Linked DNA regions of Mus musculus: all the other regions are linked to region 1. Evidence: chromatin contacts called from public promoter capture Hi-C data. All regions are on one chromosome and are shown on one strand. Each heading gives the region's core, a stretch centred on a gene start, on an enhancer-like site or on the middle of the called end of the contact. The rest is flanking DNA. Distances are from core to core; before and after follow the strand shown. Region 1 holds the start of Hpf1 (histone PARylation factor 1). Region 2 has its middle 23 kb from the start of 5730405A17Rik. Region 3 overlaps Palld (palladin, cytoskeletal associated protein).

Evidence for each region. Promoter capture Hi-C pulls out the DNA fragments that hold promoters and counts their contacts.
Region 2: a promoter capture Hi-C map of pre-B cells shows a contact between it and region 1. The contact joins the enhancer-like site here to the promoter of Hpf1 in region 1. A contact is called at or near these places in 1 of 39 promoter capture datasets (pre-B cells) and 2 of 115 datasets of contacts at active chromatin or transcription factors (effector CD8 T cells and memory CD8 T cells).
Region 3: a contact with region 1 is called in a promoter capture Hi-C map of pre-B cells. The contact joins the enhancer-like site here to the promoter of Hpf1 in region 1. A contact is called at or near these places in 16 of 39 promoter capture datasets (the 3T3-L1 cell line, 3T3-L1-derived adipocytes, the C10 cell line and 11 more), 2 of 484 Hi-C or Micro-C datasets (the HPC-7 cell line and embryonic stem cells) and 1 of 9 other capture datasets (embryonic stem cells).

Annotation. Positions count from the first base shown.
Region 1 is chr8:60,888,635-60,891,999 of GRCm38.p6, reverse strand. Hpf1 (histone PARylation factor 1) reads right to left here and starts at 1,572. Exons shown (of 8, transcript NM_028299.3): 1 at 1,464-1,572. The coding sequence starts at 1,511.
Region 2 is chr8:61,449,810-61,453,085 of GRCm38.p6, reverse strand. It overlaps a transcript of Sh3rf1 not described here. Among named protein-coding and RNA genes, the nearest start is that of 5730405A17Rik, 23 kb to the right of the region's middle. Within about 2 kb of position 1,990, at least 109 of the 459 cell types and tissues checked have an H3K27ac peak or open chromatin away from gene starts, as enhancers often do. A contact at or near this core is called in effector CD8 T cells, memory CD8 T cells and pre-B cells, where this site is marked.
Region 3 is chr8:61,515,448-61,518,827 of GRCm38.p6, reverse strand. It overlaps Palld (palladin, cytoskeletal associated protein), which reads left to right. Exons shown (of 22, transcript NM_001293772.2): 19 at 2,086-2,293; 20 at 2,794-2,959. Among named protein-coding and RNA genes, the nearest start is that of Cbr4, 29 kb to the right of the region's middle. Within about 2 kb of position 1,542, at least 124 of the 459 cell types and tissues checked have an H3K27ac peak or open chromatin away from gene starts, as enhancers often do. A contact at or near this core is called in the HPC-7 cell line, embryonic stem cells, hematopoietic stem and progenitor cells and 1 more, where this site is marked.

The DNA of each region.
Region 1 (3,365 bases), core at 323-2,822:
AGGACTAGGAACTGTGGCCTTGGTGGAGGAAGTGTGTCACTAGGGGATAGATAAGACTTTGAGGTTTCAAAAAGCCCATTCCACGCCCAGAGTCTCTCCCTTCCTGCTGCCTTCCAGTCTAGATGTAGAACTCTCTGCTTCTCCTGCAGCATACCTGCCTGCCTGCTACCACGCTTCCAGCCGTGGTGATAGTGGACCGAACCTCTAAAACTGTAATCAAGCCCCAGCTAGGCACTTTTTTTTTTTTTTAATGGTCATGGTGTCTCTTCACAGCAGTAGAATACTGACTAAGACAAGATGTACCATAAAAGCTTTTTAAGGAAACAACAAACTCTACAAGAAGGCAAGGGTAACTCCAACTTCAGGGTGATAGCCACAGTGACTAGAAGCGGCAGGAAATGCTTAGGCAAAAAGGAAAAGGCACCCAAATGGGTAGATGCAGAACTGTGGGAGTGGTTTTACATACAACGTATTTGGTCACATTGTCCCCTTCCCTAACTCCACATGACTTCAGGGACTGAATTCAAGTCATCAGTACTATTACTCTCTACGTCATCAAGCTGGACTTTGTTTAAGACAGGTCTATTGTAACCCAGGCTGGTCTTGAACTTGTAATGTAACTGAGGAGGACACTGAACTTTTGGTCTTATTGCTTCTGCCTGACAAGGCTGTTCTCTTTAAACCACATTTTTAACTTGGTGTTGTGAGAAAACACAACACAACGAGAATAATACCTATGTTCGCCATCCACTGGCCGTTAAGCCTTAGCAATCGCCTCACCCTACCCAGTTTAAAACATAGCTGGTGTCACTTTTGTTAAACGTTCGTTTCCCTGCTTAACTTCTCCCATTAGCTACTGTATGCTTAAGGAACCCATGAAATCATGTAAGAGTCCAGACTGGCCAATCTATCACTCATCTGAGAACCCGTATCCCTTACACTTCCAGGTCAGGCTACCAAAGTAGCCGGGCAGTGGTGGTTCGTGTCCTGGAGGCAGAGGCAAGAGGGTCTCTGTGATTTGGAGGCTACATATTGAGTTCTGATCTACATATCAAGTTCCAGGACAGCCGGGGCTACAACATAGAGACTGTCTTAAACAAAAGTCTTTAATAACTCCAGGGCTTGTTAATTCCAGCATTTTCTTTTACACACCTGCGTTAACCCCAAGCAAAAAAAAAAACGAAAGGTGAAATGTTTGTTCGCGTGTGCCTCGCCGCCCTGGCAGCTCCTCCAGTTTCCATCAGCTGGTTAGTAAGTGAATGAGTGAGTGAGTGAGTGAGTGAGTGAGTGAGTGAGTGAATGAATGAATGAATGAATGGTCCGTCCGCTGGCTGCAGAGCTTCGTGGGAACTGGGCTGGCGCTGGAAAGGAACGACTTCCCCGGGCCATTGCCCCGCAGGGCGGCCCTCGGCTCCTCCACGGCCCATAGCGTCCCCATACCCAGCGCATCCCGCCTCGCCTACCTGCGGTCCCGCCCCGGCCGTCCGGCGCTTCCCGCCACCGCCAACCATCCCGCAGCCGCAGCGAGCGAGCCAAGGCCCGCGCTCCTGCCGCTTCCGAGCGCCCGCTAGTGCTTCCGGGTTCAAAAGCCGCCAATCCGAGCTGCCGCTTAGCCACTCAGAGGCGCCAATTTAGAGACCAGGCTCCGCCCCCTGAGACGGAGGAGGACGCAAGGCCCGGTCCGCAGACCTGGGGTGGCCCCGCCCCCCCGAACGCAAGCACCGCCCCCTGAGCTACATCCGGGGCCCCGCCCATTGCCTAGCGCCAGCGTGCGCTAGAACCTAGACTATATGACTATTGAATTTGGGTTCTTAAGGAGCGATAAACTTCGTCCTCATATGCTCAAGAGAGATAGCTTTAAGATGCTGCCTCACTTCAGCCTTTTCGTTTTCTTTGTTTCTACTCATTTAAAGAATTAATTTTTTGCACTCCATCCCTTTCTCTCTTTTTTTTTTTTTTTTTTTTTTTTTTCCGAGACAGGGTTTCTCTGTGTAGTCCTGGCTGTCCTGACTCAGAAATCCGCCTGCCTCTGCCTCCCGAGTGCTGGGATTAAAGGCGTGCACCACCACCGCCCGGCTTCCCTTTCCCTTCCTATTGCACTATTGTCTAACACTAAGTAAACCTATCTTTTCTCTTTTCTTTACCTCCCTCCATTTCCTTCCCTTTATCTTCACATCCTCTCTCTCTCTCTTTCTCTCTCTCTCTCTCTCTCTCTCTCTCTCTCTCTCTCTCTTCTCATTTCTCTGTTCTTCATTCCTAATACAATTCGTTTTTTGTTTTTGTTTTTACAAATCTTGGCTATGCTTAGTGTAAGCCCTGTACCACGAGCAGCTGCAGCACCCCGAGCCAGTTTAAAAAGGCACACTGTCAGGCTCTACCCAGAGCTTAAAAATCAGAATCTGACTCTCAGGAAGAACACAGTTTGGAAGACACACTCCTCCACCACCTTCCCCTTCTCTTCCTTATTCACAATTTGTATACTCTCATTTTGTGGAACATATCCTTGGTTTTAAACTTATTTTATTTTTAGTTATATGAGTGTAGATTTGTAGATTTGTGTGTGTGTGTGTGTGTGTGTGTGTGTGTGTGTGTGTGTGAGCGCGTGTCCCACAGATGGCAAAAAAAAGGCATCGGATTCTCTGGAGATAGAGTTATAAGTGGCAGTGAGCCACTCGACGTGGGTGTCCTGCAAGGGCAGTGTATTACTCTTCACCACTGAGCCTTCTCCTCCGGTTTTGAGGAGCACTTCAAACCAGGGGCACAGCTGCTCCCTTGCTGTAACTGGGGCGGGAGTGAAAGAGAAAATAAAAGACCTAAAGGTCGCACTCCCTCCATCCTCCTCCTACCCCACTCATGTACTCATCTGGTACATGTTTCACACCAGCTGAAAGAATTTCAGCACACCTAACAATACTTGAAAAGACTGTGATAATATAGGCTAAAGTCTTTAGAGAGCTGTTTGAAACAAGAGTGTGGAAAACAGCCAATAACCCATACTTGGGATTAGAATGTTTGTTTCCATATGACCTTTCATACTAACCTTTATCTCATTCACAATCCTAACCAGTGCACCTCTTAAACTACTTTATAATCTCATTTACAAAACGAGATTCTTTAAAATAAGCGAATCCATTCTTTTTACATTTAATTTTAAAACTTTAATCTTTGAGGCTGGTTATAAATTACATTATTTGAACAATGTAATTTCAAAATCTCTATCAAATATAGATTTTTTTTACAAAAAGACATTAAAGCACATCTCTTTCTTATCCTGTTTTGTTTTTGTTTTTATTTATTTGTTTCATTTATTTTTGTTTTATCTTTTTTTTTTGTTTGTTGGTTTGGTTTGTTTGTTTGTTTTGGTC
Region 2 (3,276 bases), core at 741-3,240, 560 kb before region 1:
GGAGGGGAGGGGAGGGAAGGGAAGGGAAGGGAAGGGAAGGGAAGGGAAGGGAAGGGAAGGGAAGGGAAGGGAAGGGAAGGGAAGGGAAGGGAAGGGAAGAGGGGATGGAGGGAAGGGATGGACAGGGGAGGGACAAGGGGAGGGAGGGAAGGAAGGATGTACAGACAGAAGGAAGGAGGGAAGGAAGGAAGGAAGGAAGGAAGGAAGGAAGGAAGGAAGGAAGGAAGGAAGTCTTGGTTCAGACTAAGCTCTATCAGGTTTATAAACAGGTACATTGTTTTTAGTTCTGTCTGGTACCTGTCGGTTTACAAACATGGGGAGACATTGAAAGTATTTTGGGAGCACTGGTTGGATTATATACAAACTGAGAAGTCACATATATCTTCTTTCTGAATGTAGCCTATCAGAATCAGACACACACACACACATTAAAACTGCGACCACGTTGACTGCTGAATGAATACTGCGCAAGTAAAATTTAACGCAACACTTCTTGTTTCCCGTTGCATTTTAAAATATTAACTTGGATTTATTATGCCATTGCATTCACATGGCGATGGTGCTGCTCGGAGAATTTAGGAAATAAGAAGTGAAATGGTAGATGCCACGTCCCATTTATTTGAAATTATTTCCTAGGATTAAACCTTTCGGGACTAGGAGCCTGATATTTTGGGGAGATGGTTGTTTATTTGGTACCACATTTGCAGAAGAAGTGCATTAAAAAAAGAAAGAAAGGTTGAATGATAGCATCAATTTAAAAGCCCAAGGTATCCAGCTGCGAGCAGAGCCTGGATCAGAAAAGGCTGTAATTGTGAGCATATTTCACATTGCACAAACTGGTCAATTCCTTTATCTTTAAGAGTGGCTGCAGCAAATGTCAACGCTCCAGTTTTATGTCTTTGCCACCACCAGCTCTTTCCTCTCACAGTGTGACTCACATCCATAGTCACTCCCTGGGTGATGAGAAAGCCTTTGTAGGACATCAATTCCCAGGACTCAATTTTCTCTATCAGATTGTTGCAAATAAATCTTATTTTATATCTCAGCTCATAACCTGCGGTGGAAATGCTTCACTGTGCCTCCGTGTTCTATTGCTGTGTTTAATGCCACGGCTGGGGACTTGATCATCAACTCTCCAAGAGACACCAGAGATGGGGAATGCGCCTGCCCTTCCCCCACCCTGGACCCCCTCCCCCCAGCATCGACCACACATAAAGGTAGTAAATCACCATCATGATTGTCTAGACATAGCCAATCAGCTGGCTTAATGACATAGGAAGTAGGTTGCTGGGGAGGAGAAATGGCTTTTTAACAAGACAATTCGCATCAAACAGCAATTTATCCTTCACAGAACATTTAATTTTTCTAGAAAGTTATCAGAAGCAAAAGTGTCATTCGGAAGCTGCTTGGCACCGCTTGTGCTTTCTGAGTCACTTCACCAGCTCGAGTGAAGCACACAGGTACATTCCTAAAGTAATCTTCAGAATATTAGCTGTCATCAACCGCCTTGGTGGTGGTTTTGGTAGTTGGGGGGGGGGGGGGCAGGTTGACACATTTTCTTGGAAATGACAGAAGTTCCAAAATACTGCTTCCTGCCTGACTCAAGTCTGGGACCTACTCCCCCCTCTCCCTCTGATAAGGAGCTGAAAGGACATGACTCTACCTACCTCCAGGTCTCACTCAGTCCTCTCAAATGCATGGCATCTGAGCATCCCCAACTCTGCTTGGGACTGCATTTACGTTCAGCTACCAAGGTGAAAGCTTCCCAGGGGCTTGTCCCTACTGTGGTTTCTGTAAGTGGTTCCTGCAGATATCTCTGGGGACCCGGAAGGGGTATTTTCCCCTATAAAAGGACACAAGGGACGCTGCAAGCCAGGTTCACAGCACCCAGGTCTAATCCTTGGTTTGTAGGAGCTCTGTAGGAGCTGACTATAGATCATAACTGAACAGAAAACAAAACCGAAACCACAGACGTATCTCTTAGTTCTTAAATGAAACTGCACTGCCTTTAGCAAGCTCTCTTTCGATTTGAACTATGCACAACCTAAACCCTCTGTCACAGAGATGTTGAGTCTCTCTTATGCTGAGGGATTTTTGGTATTTCCTCACTTTCTCTTCCTTCATCCTAGCTTACTCGTGTGCCGCTGGAGATCAAACCTTGTTCGTGTTTAACTAGTGCTATACCACAGAGCTACATCCCCAGTGCTTGGCTATTTTGAAAAAGCAGTTTGTTGTGTGTCTTAGGGTTTTGCTGCTGTGAACAGACACCATGACCAAGGCAACTCTTATAAGGACAACATTTGATTGGGGCTAGCTTACAGGTTCAGTCCAATATCATCAAGGCAGGAACATGGCCGCATCCAGGCAGGCGTGATGCAGGAGGACTTAAGGGTTCTACATCTTCATCTGAAGGCTGCTAGCAGAATACTGGCTTCCAGGCAGCTAGGATAAGGGTTTCAAAGCCCATGCCCACAGTGACACACCTACTCCAACAGAGCCACTCCTTCTAGTGCCACTCCCTGGGCCGAGCATATATAAACCATCACACTTTGTAACTCAGGCTGGTCTCAGCTCACGATCCTTCGGCCTCTGTTCCTGGAGTCCAGCAATTGCAGATGTTGCACTACCGTGTCCTGCTTAGCTTAGCAATTCCTGCTGACCCTTCATTCTCCACATACCCACTATGCCTCTGTGTGTTCCAGCTTCACAGATCTTTAAACCACTCTCGATTTAAACAGAACCCTAAAACCGGTACTTCACATGTATCTTTTGAATCAGAATTTTGTAGCTAAAGCCAGAAGTTCTGCTCAGCGTTCGAAAAGGTTCACAAGGATTAATTGCTCAGACTGGGGCTATAGTTTACTGCTCAAATGCCTGCATGACACATGAAAGGACCTGGGTTCCGCCCCCAGCTCTACAAAAATAAGTATATGAAGGACCAGGGGATCTGCTGATTGCACTATAAATAAACGTGCTCCCTGAAACGTCGGTTTCTTTTCTCTTTTTAAAAAGAGTTTGTATTTAGAAGCATGTGGTTGTAAACCAGCCAGTGGTGGTGGTGGGGAAGGGGTAGCCTCTACTGCTTCATTGGTGGTGGTGGTGGTGAAGGGGTAGCCTCTACTGCTTCTTTGGTGGTGGTGGTGGTGGTGGTGGTGGTAGTGGTGAGTGGGTAACCTTTACTGCTTCATTCATCTTGTATCCTATATGAGGCAGTCCCCACTTTGGCCTCAGAAGACCTTCGTCTAGCCAACATGGGAATCTCAGCTCCTCCTCAGG
Region 3 (3,380 bases), core at 293-2,792, 630 kb before region 1:
ATGGCAGGGACCCAGGCCAGCCTGATTACACACAGGGAAACATAAGCCAGTTAGCATTACACAGACGGGCCCTGTTTCAGAAAAACAAGGAAAGGAAAGAAACTAAGGAAAATGTGTAATTTTTTTAATGTACACTGCATCCCATAGGAGTACAATTAGAGCAAGTCTGATCTTAAAACAAAAGCAGGTAGCAAGAGTGGGTGTGGCCGATATGCTGATATGTAGCGCTCTGATAACTATCTATTGCTCTAAGCAGCAACATAGACATCCTTTCACCTCTGCCATTAAAAGGATATTGAGAGTTAAAATAATCACTAGTTGAATTCACTATAACGATATGACCTGGATAGAGAAAATATGGAAGTCAGCAGGAATGGTGGCACAAGTCCGTAATCCTGGCACTGCGTTAGGCAGAAATGGGAGGATCACAAGGTCAACAGCATTCTTGGCTACGTAATAATTCGACACCAGCCTAGGCCACAAGAAGGAAGGAAAGAAAGGACACAGGTGTCCAGCCATATGAACAGACATGCCACACTGCTACCTACTTCGAAGGAAAATTTCCGTGTATTTAAGATTTGAAAGAGGAAAAAGTCATAATAAGTCAAACACCGAATGGAGCCCCTCCCGCCACAGCCCCTGCAGTACATTCACAGGCTCTATCCTTCACTCAGCTGTAAGCCTGCTCGGTGGGAACGCTTCATGATAGATAACAAGTGTGCTCTTCTCTCTGCGTCTGCACATGGATCAAGAGGACCAACTGCTCAGACTGTGGCCGACCTGTGGTGACCTTTAGTTCCTGATACCATATTGTGCTATGCTCTGCTCTCTGACTCACTGGGAGAGCTGCAGTGACAATGACGAGAACAGGGCATGCTCACTCTGCTTGAGTAACGTCGCCCCCTGGAACTGCTCCTCTGCAAACTTCCTGTTTTGAAAGGACCCGGTCAACACCTTCCTGCCCTAGGGCCACAAATCCTGCTTGTCCATTATCAAACCCAGAAAAATGGGAACAAACTATAAGCTCCCCAGGACCTGGAGCCCAGTCATAACTATCTATCTACTCTGATATTTCTGTACCACTTCTAGTGTCTTCCCACGGGGAGAGGGTACATGAGGAGAAACCACTTCCTAACTACTGCTCTTTCGAAACCCCACCCCTTTAACCCATGACGTAATTGCGCTTTTTCCCCTTACATTCTCCAGATGTGACTACATGTGTCCGAGACACCTTGTTGGTAGCAGGAATGAGTACTTACCATGGGGCAGGAGGAACTGTACGGGTTCTCTGGCTGATTTAGACAAGGCTAGTGTTTCAAAGGAACCGTTTCATAATCCAATAGTTTTATGATTGTTTTATGATCCAATAGTCTTTGGGTAGCAGAATACATCATTTCCCACTAGTAGAGTAGGAGGAAGGAGGAATATCAACTCTTCCTCACTTCTCTTCTATCCTAAAGTCAAGGGCAGCCCTATACAAAGCCAGCAGATGGCCACTGCCCCTCCCTTTAACAATGCAAGGGGGACTAGCCATTGAATGCTTTGGCCTGCTCTCTGTTCAACACAACTGCCAAGCTCTTAAGGTTTTCAGGATGTCTCCATTGTGATGCTAATTTGTCTGACTTTCTGGGCAATTTCAAATTGCTCTGGTTATTCACTTTCAAAGATTATAAAATAATAATAGGTCTGTGTCACATGCATCTCCATGGTGATGGCCAGTCCTTGGTGGGAAGCTTTCCAGCTGAGTGTTACTGTTATAAAGGCTGCACCTCCCGTGTTTCCAAAGAGCTCAGAGCTCGGTGCCATCATCACCTGGGAATGTTTATAGTCTTAGGTGAGGTAAGAAGATGACAGAAATATGTTTTAATCCCCGTTTTACTTACCTCCGAATTGTTCTAGAAAAGATGTTTAGAAGTGTATCTCTCAGTGCTCATGGGAACCACGGGAAGGTTTTAAACAAGAGAGTAACATGGAAAAGCCATTGTTTGTGCTACCGGAGGACGAACTGACTCTGGATCCGTAACTCTTGGTGATTTGATGGTTTTACTACTGGAGAAGTTCATGTGTGTCTCCTTTCTGGTGTAGGTCAGTGGGTTACCAACCCCAGATCTCAGCTGGCAACTAGATGGAAAGCCCATACGCCCCGACAGTGCTCACAAGATGCTGGTCCGTGAGAATGGGGTCCACTCCCTCATTATAGAGCCAGTCACGTCCCGGGACGCCGGCATCTACACATGTATTGCCACCAACAGAGCAGGACAGAACTCGTTTAACCTGGAGCTTGTGGTTGCTGGTAGGTGGCCTGTGATTTCTTTCTCACTGCTGAAACAAGTTAGTGGGCAAAGAAATGAATTCTGTGGTCAAGTAATGACTTTATGAGTTCCAAATTTTAAATCTTCAAAAAAAAAAAGGCATTTCAGGTGGCAGCCAGGGAATCCTGGTGCTGAAATACTCGGCACCACTAGGTGGCAGCAGTAGGTAAGGCCTGTGCGAGCCTGTTGACTTAATTAGAGCAATGCTCTCGCAGCTGCTAGCAATGACTCCGAATCTCTGAGGCCTGTCAGGCAGGCATTCTGAGGAGCAGATGGCCGGGCACTATGTGGGCCTATCAGTCTTGAATTAATTGAGGAAATAACGTGAGTGGAATGAAGCGTACAGACCTTTGCTTGAGGGGAGGGCTAACCTCTTACCACCCGACGTGAAAACAGTACTTCATCTTTCTAAAGCTCCCGAGTTCCTCGCAGTGACCCTTTGGCATGCCACTAACAGATCATTCCTCTCGTGTTCCCTTAGCTAAGGAAGCACACAAGGCCCCTGTGTTTATGGAGAAGCTACAGAACACGGGGGTTGCTGATGGATACCCAGTGCGGCTGGAATGCCGTGTCTCGGGAGTGCCGCCACCTCAGATATTTTGGAAGAAAGAAAATGAATCGCTCACTCACAGCACTGAGCGAGTAAGGTAAGACTGCACGGTGGCTTCGTCTACCTCAGAACTTGCACAGTCCCGGTGCTAGCTGAAACGACGCATCAGATACTGCATGCAAATCGGTGAGCGTAAAAGCCATGTACGTTATCATCAGTGATGTGCAAGACGAGAGCCACACTTCGTCCAAATGTAGGCTTAAGCTTTGGAAGAGAGCAATTTTGGGATGTGACAAAGCAGATTCTGACTTAACCTGGCTGCATTTTTGAAATGTGTATATCAGAAAGAAAAGATAGATTCGTTTGCTCCCATGGTGGTGGCCCAGCCTGTGGTTTTGTAAAGGCGGGTCTTCCCTTAAGAATTAGTGCATGGATTTACTCGCCCTCTTGAGGTCTGCTCTGCTCTCCCATTAACTTAATGGGGCTAGCTGCCTCTCTAGAATAAGTATGATCCTATT